Linked DNA regions of Oryzias latipes: region 2 is linked to region 1. The links are chromatin contacts, called in public Hi-C maps. All regions are on one chromosome and are shown on one strand. Each heading gives the region's core, a stretch centred on a gene start, on an enhancer-like site or on the middle of the called end of the contact. The rest is flanking DNA. Distances are from core to core; before and after follow the strand shown. Region 1 holds the start of abcb6 (ATP-binding cassette sub-family B member 6, mitochondrial). Region 2 holds the start of LOC101155833 (ras-related protein Rap-2a).

What was found. A called contact is a pair of places that touch in the nucleus more often than the background predicts.
Region 2: a Hi-C map of fibroblasts shows a contact between it and region 1, with 4 times the contacts expected there. The contact joins the promoter of LOC101155833 here to the promoter of abcb6 in region 1. A contact is called at or near these places in 3 of 5 Hi-C or Micro-C datasets (embryo and fibroblasts).

What each region holds. Positions count from the first base shown.
Region 1 is chr2:22,125,329-22,130,355 of ASM223467v1, reverse strand. abcb6 (ATP-binding cassette sub-family B member 6, mitochondrial) reads left to right here and starts at 2,949. Exons shown (of 20, transcript XM_011485235.3): 1 at 2,949-3,186; 2 at 3,385-3,909. The coding sequence starts at 3,394.
Region 2 is chr2:22,584,820-22,589,628 of ASM223467v1, reverse strand. It overlaps LOC101155833 (ras-related protein Rap-2a), which reads right to left and starts at 2,291. Exons shown (of 2, transcript XM_004066608.4): 1 at 1,590-2,291. The coding sequence starts at 1,903.

The sequences.
Region 1 (5,027 bases), core at 1,700-4,199:
TCCAGGACCCATCAGTGGGAATAGCAAATGCAGTGCCTTGCTCATAGGACAGTTGCTCGGGAGATCGAACCCCGTTTTATTTAGCCATGGAGCACAAAAGCCCGGTCTGAGGTCATCTGTCTCAGTGGATTTTTCTGTGAAAGCCACCATCCAAAGCTTCATTGATCGCCCTCAGCGCTAATAAGATTGGAAGAAGCCTCGCACCACCGACGTTCTACGGGTTCTATTGGCCCACCATCCCCGCCTTTTTTTTTTTTACAGTCCACACGCAAACAAAGAGAGGAGAAAAGGTGCGACTGAAGACATGAAAAGACACCTGGAGAAGTTCAGACGCTCCTGCATGTGGAGGTGTCCACAAAAGGAGGAAGACAGATGAGGTTTGTGATGGGCAGGCTGTCACATCCACGGGGACAAAAGGAGCCGGGTGACAAGCAGCTAATGGACAGAAGGTCCATTTCCACTCTCACAAAAGGACCAGGCAGATGAAACAGATTAGCGGTGCTTTATTCCCATTGTGAAGCCTCTAAATGATAAGATTTAGCTCTTTTTCATCCCCGAGTGTGTCTCCTGAGTGCACGAGCTCACACCAGCTTTTATTTTGGCGGTTCTTTCATCTTTCTGTGCGGCAGGATTTTCTATTAGTTCAAGAAAAAAAGCCACATACAATTACTAAAAGAGTGATTTATTTATTCGTTCTTTGGGGAGAATCTAAAGATAGCAAAAACTGCTAACCTCCGCCTGGGACCCATTTGGTGGTTTAACCCCCCATTCCAACCCCTTATTGCTGAATGTCAAGCAGGGTCCCATGTTTAGAGTCTTTGATATGACTCAGCCTGGATTTGAGCTCAAGACCTTCCAGTCACAGGGCAGACGCTCTACCACAGGGCTACTGAAGCTGCAACACAGTGGTGTGATGTGACTTTTTTTTTCTTCCCTCAACACTCATAGATCCTCAAGCAAAGAGTAGTAGCCTCTTGAAAACATACCTTTGCATCTAGTGCCATCTTCTGCTCATTTTGAAACATTGCAACCACTGTTATCTGGAGATCTGATGTTAGAATTTGGTCCAAAAAATTTGATTTAATTGATTTCCTATTTAATTGTCTAACGAAGAGCTTCTATTTTAAAAAAGGAAAAAAAGTATTTTTTACTTTGTTTTAAAAAATGGATTTGATTTTTTGTTTGTTTTAATTAGGGAAAGAAATTCAAAGAAATTAAGCTTTTATTGTAAAAAAAAAAGTACCCCAATATTTTATATTCTGTTGAAAATGCTGCCTCTACTTTATTTGTCAAAGGCTTGTAAATCATCGTTATTGTCAATAAAGGTCTGTTTTTCACACTTCTGAGGGCAAACATTACATCCACTTAACACTCCATCTGTAGCTTATGGATTTATTTTAATTCACAGAAATACATTTTAGCGGTATAACACTGTCTCTTTCTATCTCCACAAACATTTTCTTTTCGTGTGCAGTTCTTCAATTTGTTTATTATCTACTCCCATTTCCTGAGGTGTGCCTCAGGGATCAGTCATGGGCCTCATGTCATTTTTGGAGTGTATCATTTATCTGGGTGTGTAAATCTTTTCTGGATCATGAGGAATTTCAAAACAACTGATTGATGACCCATTGTAACCCTTGTGCTATCCCAGGCACTTAACATTGGGAGTTGGGTCATCTAGACCCACTAGACAGTGCTCTGAACCTTTTTTCTTCAATGATTTGTGATCTTCACTGGTGTCCATGGATTACATGAAATCTTTCCACCATTATCCACCTTTGTCATGGTAGGAAGAACACGTCAATAGAAGGGTGGGGTCAGCTCAGATAGCACAAAGGTTAACTACCAAATAGTTTTCTAAAAATATTTGTTTTTGTTCATGTGTTTTGTCCAAGTTTTTATATATATTTTTTTTTATTTTAGTCAGTGAAGTTTTACAAAAATGTGAAGAATTAAACTGAAACTCAAATGTTGGAACTTAGATTTTAAATAACTAATTTAAACCACTTATTTATTTATTTGGCTTTTAAGTAATTTATGGCATTTATGTTTTATCATTTGTACATTTTTTCCTGTTTTTCCTCTTATTCTATACATTGCCTTCTCAAACTATAAGCCACAGTGTTTCCTTCCATTTCATGTTCATCTTTTGTTTGTTATTGTTTTTTAGTCTGTTGTATTTTATGCCTTTTTTTTATTGTTTTAGCCTATGTTTCCATAGATCTTTCATGTCAAGCTCCTTGTTGTCTACAGCATGATGATGAAAGAAAGGTGCTGCGCAAATAAAGTGATTGAATAAATAAAACCTCTCAATGCAATGAAATAGAAAAAAACAGATTTGTTGTATAATCAACTAAGAGCTTTTATTTGAAACAAGTACACTCTATAATTTGGGCTTTAAATTTGCTATTGGATGAAAAAAGCCTTCTTTTTTTCGTTCTGCATTTGACTGCATTGCATGTTCGGAGTATTCATACTTACATTGTACCTAGATTTTTTAATTTTTTAAAACAGTGTTTATTTGTTCATTTGTATTTTATTACATATAATACAACAACACACGTGACATCAGTATTTATATAAATTAGTATTGAAAAAGATGAGAAATCAAAAAGATATAATAAAAGGGCCGATATAGGACAAATATAGAAAAAGCTTAACATATTTATCTCCATTTTAGTTAGAATTATTTTTTAAAAATGAAAAATATAAAATAAATGGTTGGCCAATGTCTAATGTACTCTTTTTAACACGTGTCAAATATGTATATAATTTAGTTTATATGTTGCGTGAATGATTGTATGTCATTCATGGCTTTCATGTCTAAAATGTGTCATTTATTAGCAACCCTGTTCGTTTAAAAAAATGTCTCAATTGTCAACTCCGACGTCGTCCTTTAGGGGGAGCCAAAATGCAGCGTGTGACGTCAGACGTTGGACCGCGCTTACGTAACGCGTCCGTTGTTTAACACAGGCGCCACAAGGACAACCCTCGTTTAAATGACTGCGGGCGCTTGGCTGTGTGTGCAGATAACCATGTATGCCATTATTTCGCGAGGTTTAACCGCAGATAACGCTCTCTTTTGACCGCATTCGACTAGTTTGAAACGAGGAGACGCTCGTGCGCTGACCTGGATTAACCTCTTTTGCTGTCGGGGATTACTTACACCTTTACGTCAACTTCTACTATAAAGGTAATGTTTACTTTCCGGTTTCTGTGTGCCTCCTTTTGTGTTTTATAGCAGTAGAGACAGTGTTTAGACTGCCTGCTTTAATGAACTACATTACCCACAATCTTTGCGAGATTTTGATAGCTATAAATGCTCTATATTTAGAGCATTAAATAGGGCGTTTTTTGTGTGTAATCTGACTACTTCCTGTCCCAGGTGCAGCCATGGTGGTCCTGCAGAGCTACTGTGAGGTCAACTCCCCCATCTCCATCACCTGGGTGGATGAGGGCATCTCCCCCTGCTTCTACTTCACCCTGGTCCCCACCATCCTGCTGACCATCGCCATCTTCCTGGGCACCATCCACTGCGTCTTCTACCAGAAGTACGGCACAACGATGGAGCCCAAGTTCATCCCGCGCTCCCGCCTCTACGGCTTCCAGCTGGCCGTGACGGTCCTGCTGGGGCTGCAGTCCCTGGGCGGGACGGTGTACCGGGCCGCCACCGCGGCCGAGCTGCCCGGGTATGCGGTGCTGAACGGCTGCTTCTACGTGCTGGCGTGGGGCTGGGCCTTCGCCCTGCTGCGGGTGGAGAGGAGGAGGGCCCTGCTGATGGACCGCACCCGGGGCCACAGCGGCGCCCTGCTGGCATTCTGGGCTGTGGCGTTCGCGGCGGAGAACCTGGCCTTTGTCTCCTGGTACAGCCCTCACTGGTGGTGGGGCCTGGACACCACAGAACACCAGGTGAGGGATTTACCTGCACTGTTTGACTTCATACATGAATGCCCTTTGACCTCCTGATGAGCTTTGTTGCAGGTAAAGAGGTTCGGGTGGTTTGGAAACACTCCTCTTTGAGCTATGCGACCAGTCCACCCACACAGCACCTACACAGGACTAGTTTGGTGTTTTGCTGAGTCATTACTGGGCTTCCATCGTGTAAACCAATCACAATCTTAAGAGACACAGGCTCCTCCCACCTCGAGTCACCTTTTTGTTTACAGAGCTTACAGCATGACTCGACAGTTTTTTTTCAATTATAAAATGTCTATTGTATTTCCTCAATCCAACAAGTCATGCTGAGTCATGCTTCTTTCCCAAATTTCTGCCCCATTTTAACCTTTCTTTAAAACTTTTTTATTTTTGATTTACGGTTTTGTTTTAAAGTACTTTTGAATAAAGATGTCAGAGGATAGTCACTTTACTTGCACTTACTTATTGATTTGTGTTTATTTTAATTAAAAGGCTGCAGAAAAAAATCATAAAAACCGCTAAAAGCAGCATTTTGAGATAACTTTATTGACAAAAACTTTATTTCTTTTAATTTTTGTGTAACTTGTAGTTTTTTAAGTGAACACAAGATGGTGCAATTGTGCACAGAATGCCAAAATTTCACAGTTTGGAATGAAAAACAGTTGAAACATTCAGACATTTTTAATTTGATATGATCAGATAATCTTTACGTAAATTATTATAATTTTTTTACTGTACAAACGTAAATTTAACAATAGGCATATGCTATTGTTTTGATTTTTCTATTTTAAGCAATAGTAGCTTTAAAAATTAGTTTAACTGAAAGTGGATTTTTGTTCTATGTTTTAAAAATAACATTTTGTTTTTTTTTTTACATTTACACTGTTTATTAACTATCGTATTATCACTGACATGTCACTTTCCTTTCTATAAACTTTGCGTTAATCTTTTTAAATGTATTTTATAATATTTATTTTGATTTTATGTACATTAAATCTGATCAATGGGAGTGCATCATTTATTTTGAAGTCTTCATTTCTGAAAGAATTAGTTTATAAGGAAGCGACTCGTTTGAAGAGCATACAAATATTTTCAAAATAAAAGTTTTTAGG
Region 2 (4,809 bases), core at 1,042-3,541, 460 kb before region 1:
AGGCGAAGGCTGCTCGCTTTCCGCCCACCCGCCATTATATTATTCATTTCCAAGAAGTTCCTTGTCATGCTCCGCTCTGCGCCGTCAGCTCAGACGGGTCACCTGGTTCAGTCCGCGCTCAGATTCCGATCGTTTTCAGAGGTTCTGGTCTGGAGTGTTATCCGGATCCAGTTTGATGTGCTCCAGGTGAGCCTCAGCCGGGGTCTGACGAGGAACACGTGAACCGGTTAAAGCTTCTCACGGAGGATGAACCATTTTACTGTATCAGCCATACGGGGTGTTTGAATCACAGAACATTTGACAAATGCTGGACAGAAATACGTCTCTATGGATGACAGAACGTAAATCCAGCAGTTAAGGGGTATTAAGAAGTCGTGAACTCTTCTATTGGTCTGTCTCTCCATGTTTTAGAGCGAAGAAGGACTTCAGAAAACATTTGTTTTTCTAGGAAAACCACTCAAGTTACTGTCAATAGAAAAATACAAAATAAAAGCACCAATTAACTTGCGATATTTGATCTGCGCATACTATGACGATTTCGGAAATAGCGTTGTGTCTAATTGTTTTAATGACTGTTCTAATAAAAAATAATCTGCACATACTTTTGATACTTGATCAGCATGAGTTCTGAAACAGTGTTATGTCTATTTTTTCTGATATAGTGTCTTTTTTAATCATAGTCAAGATTTTTCTAAGGAAATCAATAATTTTAGATAACTAATCTGCATGTGCTTTGTTGATTTTATGTCTATTTTTACATAATAATAACGTCCTTCATCTTTGTCATGTGATTATTGATACCTAAATATTCGTAATGACCTGAAACTGTGTTGATAAGGAAACAATATCTGATAAAATTTTATAAATAATAATTTTATTATAATGTAATTAAATGGTTTCGGTAGAACAGGGTGGGATTCTAGAAGTTCCTTCTATTCCCTTTCAAGCAATTTTTGATTTAATGTCTAATTATCCAAAGTTTCATACGACTTTTTATGAATGTATGACTGCTGATTGTGTTGTTTTGTGCATTATTCGTGCGTTGATTGCTTGAAATAAACCATTTCAAATGAAAATAAAATAAATTTTAATAAAGCACCATGACGACACATAAAAATAATGTTAATAAAAGTTTTAAAAAGTCTATAAAAAAGGTTGAAAAAGTTATTTCTGATTGATGAAATATAAAAATATATATATTTTTATTATTATTTTGGTTATGCACTGATTTTACTTTCCAAAAATACAATATCAGTTTGACACAGTAGCTTTATTGCAAAACTTAAAATTGAAAAAAATAATTTTCACAGTAAAGATGTAACTTTGACACATTAATGACAGTTTTACTTAACATTTATTCTTTATAGTGTTTTCAGACACCAATTTAGGAGTTTGATTTCCCTTAACTTCTCCCTTAATTGTGATATATTTTTTGTTATTGGCCTTTCCATGACTAATAACTTTTACTCATAACTTATGTGTTCTTAATGAAAGTAGTTCATTTGAAAGAGCAGAACCTCGCATGTCCTCCACCAGCTCCGGGGGGGACTCCTAAAGGAATTGGTGAGCATTCAAACGGAGGAGCTCACCTCTTCACCCGGATAATCTGGTCCCTCATGGGTTTGATGTCCTGAAAACTCTGCTGGTTCACCAGACTGTAGACCAGGATGAAGCCCTGGCCGTTCCGGATGTAGAGGTCCCGCATGGAGGCGAACTGCTCGGTCCCCGCCGTGTCCAGGATCTCCAGCACCGACGGAGACGAGTCCACCTCGATCTCCTTCCGGTAGAAATCTTCAATGGTCGGGTCGTACTTCTCTATGAAAGTCCCGGTGACGAACTGGACCGTGAGGGCGGACTTGCCCACCCCGCCGCTGCCCAGCACCACTACCTTGTACTCCCGCATGGCCCCCGTCACGCGGAGCAGAGCATCCCCGCAGCCGGCCTCCGCCCCAGAGAGAGAAAGAGAGAGAGAGCGATGCTGTCACGGTCACGGGCGCGGGGGAGGATGCTGGGGCATCGATCCCGGGGATGCTCGGCCGCTAGATTCCCGCGCTAACCGGAAGGGACGCCGCTCCAAGGGCGTTCATCATGCTGCACGGCGGCGCGGGAAAAAATAAGAAAAGAGAAGAAGAAAAAGAGGATCGGCTGTAACAGGAAACGTCCGCGCGGCGCATCGTTGGCGGGACGCTAACGCCGCATCCCGCTGCACAACGACGCCGTTAAAGGAGAAGCACCGATCCCCGCCTCGTGAGGGCGGACAACGGCGGCGGCGGCGAGCAGGGGGGGGGGATCCACGCCTCTGGGGTCGGCCGATGGGCTGGAATATATGGAGCGCCGTTAGGGCCAAAAGTAAACAAAAGAGGGCGCGAAAAGAGCCAAGAGGGAAATGTTTACTCATTCTAAGAAAAAGAAAAATCAAACCCTTTTATTAAGTTATAAAAGTGAAGTTACTAAAACATTTTTATCAAGCAAATTGATCAAGTTTTTTTTAATTACACGCGATTGTGACAAAAACATTAACACACAACTCAAAAAATGAACAATTTCCCATTCTAACGAAGCACTCCCCCAGTGGCCACAAAGCTAATTATTTGACCTGTTGTGACCTTTTAACCCCCAACGCGTTCTAAAATGGAGAAATGGAGCTTTGAGCCGACACGCAACACTTTACGTCAGTAACAGAGTCAGCTGATTGCACAAAAGGTGTCAGAGTGTGGAGTAAGGTCAGCATCAAAACCTACATTTTTATCGAGAATGCACAAATACTATGATACATTTACCACACGCACGACATGGTACATCCTATTGTTCACGATGTCCCTTGGGTCGGCCGTATGAGCCTTGAGGAGACTGTAAGATACACCTTAAGAGGTGACCCGTCACCAGAACAGGCAGACGGCTGGATCCAAATGCAGCAGGTTTATTAGCTTAGCTAAAAGTCCACAAAGCTAAATCAGGGTCAGACAGGCAGGGGTCAATGGAAGGCATGAGAGCATCAGAGGAGAGACAGGATGGTCAGGATCCAGGTGAGGGACGAGGCAGGCGGCAGGCAAGCGGGGTCAGGGTCAGAAGGCAGAAGCTCAGGTCCGACCATCACACTTAGTAAGGAAGGCAGAGTGGCACAAACAATATTTCGCACTAGGTAAGGCTCAGTGCAGCGTTCAAATACACTGTGAGTGATTCAGCGAATCAGGTGTGCGGCATCCAGGAAGTGTGCGCTGGGGATGCTGGGAGAGGAAAGTGCAGTCAGCAAGCCTGGACGACCCAAAACCCGCAGACCCCGTACCGAGTTACCCCCGTCTGCGAGCATGTGACTAAGACTTTAAGCTCCGGTGTTGAAGGCTTTTTAAAAATTGGCAGATATTTGTGTTGTGACACGACAGAAGATTTTTATGAAGTACATGTAAATAAATAAAAACGCAAAACGGAGGGATAAAAGTATTTCTAGTGAGCAACTGCCACAGGTGGGAATGTTTTTTTCTGTTGTTTTTTCTGTTGTTTCTGTGTTCTCTTGACAAGATGTTAAAAATGTATCCACTAAAGTCCCACCATAAAGTCCTGAACTTTACACGTCCAGCTACCTTTTCAAACGTATGTGCTTTAATTTAACTTTATTTTGAAAAGTCAGACTACCCGTGATCCTCAGTTCAAAGAGACCCCGGAGGGGAGATTTCATGGGAAACAGTCCTTTCTTTCCCTTCGCTTTAATGCAATAGCACTGAAAAAAGAAAGTCCTCAAACTTGATTGGATAAGAATCTAAACTCAATTTCAGCTCATCAGCGTTCCCATGCGTGGAAAAGCCGTTGAAGGGGTTTGTTTATCGTTTTGGTTTTCCCACAGGAAACACGTCTGGACAAGAGCGGACATCCATTTACGTCTTTGCTCTAAACTAACCAAGACGCTTTAAACATTTAGAAAATGACCTTCAAGGGAACTTTACACATTATAAAAGCTCCTGCTCTTACCTATCGGGTGTGATTCTTCACCTCCTCCTCCTTCGCCCTTCAGCTGCTCACCATCAGGTCATGCAAGGACAGGTTCGGCCATTATTTGCAAAAATGCAAATGTATGTACTCCTCTATAACCTATGGAAGACCAAAACGTGTCATGAAATCATTAAAATGTAAAAAAAATAATAATAAACTTTTAATTACTTCATGGAGTTAGCAGTGTCTCATAAATCAATTTTATCTGTCAAACTCACCTGTCAAAGTCAGTGGGCGGGGCTACCTCAGATCCAGATGATTCAATTGGTCTGGCCTGAAGTCTTTCACGATGTGACGGCTAAAGTGATGGTGTACCTTCACGGTCGACCTGGTTTGAGACTTTTTTATTTTTCAAACTTGGGATCATTAATCATAAAAGGTTTGCAAAATATATATAGACCTATGCATATGGAACATGGGGAATTGAAATCATTAAATAGTACGTTTGAAAAGGAGTTAATTTTTGTTTTACTTATTTTTCCCCATTAATTATTAAAATAGTAAAATGAATCAATGATTTTGTTACATACAATTGAATTGGTATTTTTAATAGGTAATAATTAAGGTTGTTTTCATGTATTTTAATTTGTCACATTTGGTCTTCCATACATTTCAGCATTGAAAAACCTAATAAAATGTTCCTATTAGACCTACCTTGACAAACCTTTTTTTTTTATCTCTAGACAGGACTAAAAGTTATGAAAAAAAGGATTATGCTCATTTAAATGTCACTCAATTAGAATGTAATATCCTTTAATAAATAAAAAATCAGTATTAAACTACATATTAATAAATTTTTACAAAATATGTTAACTAATTGCA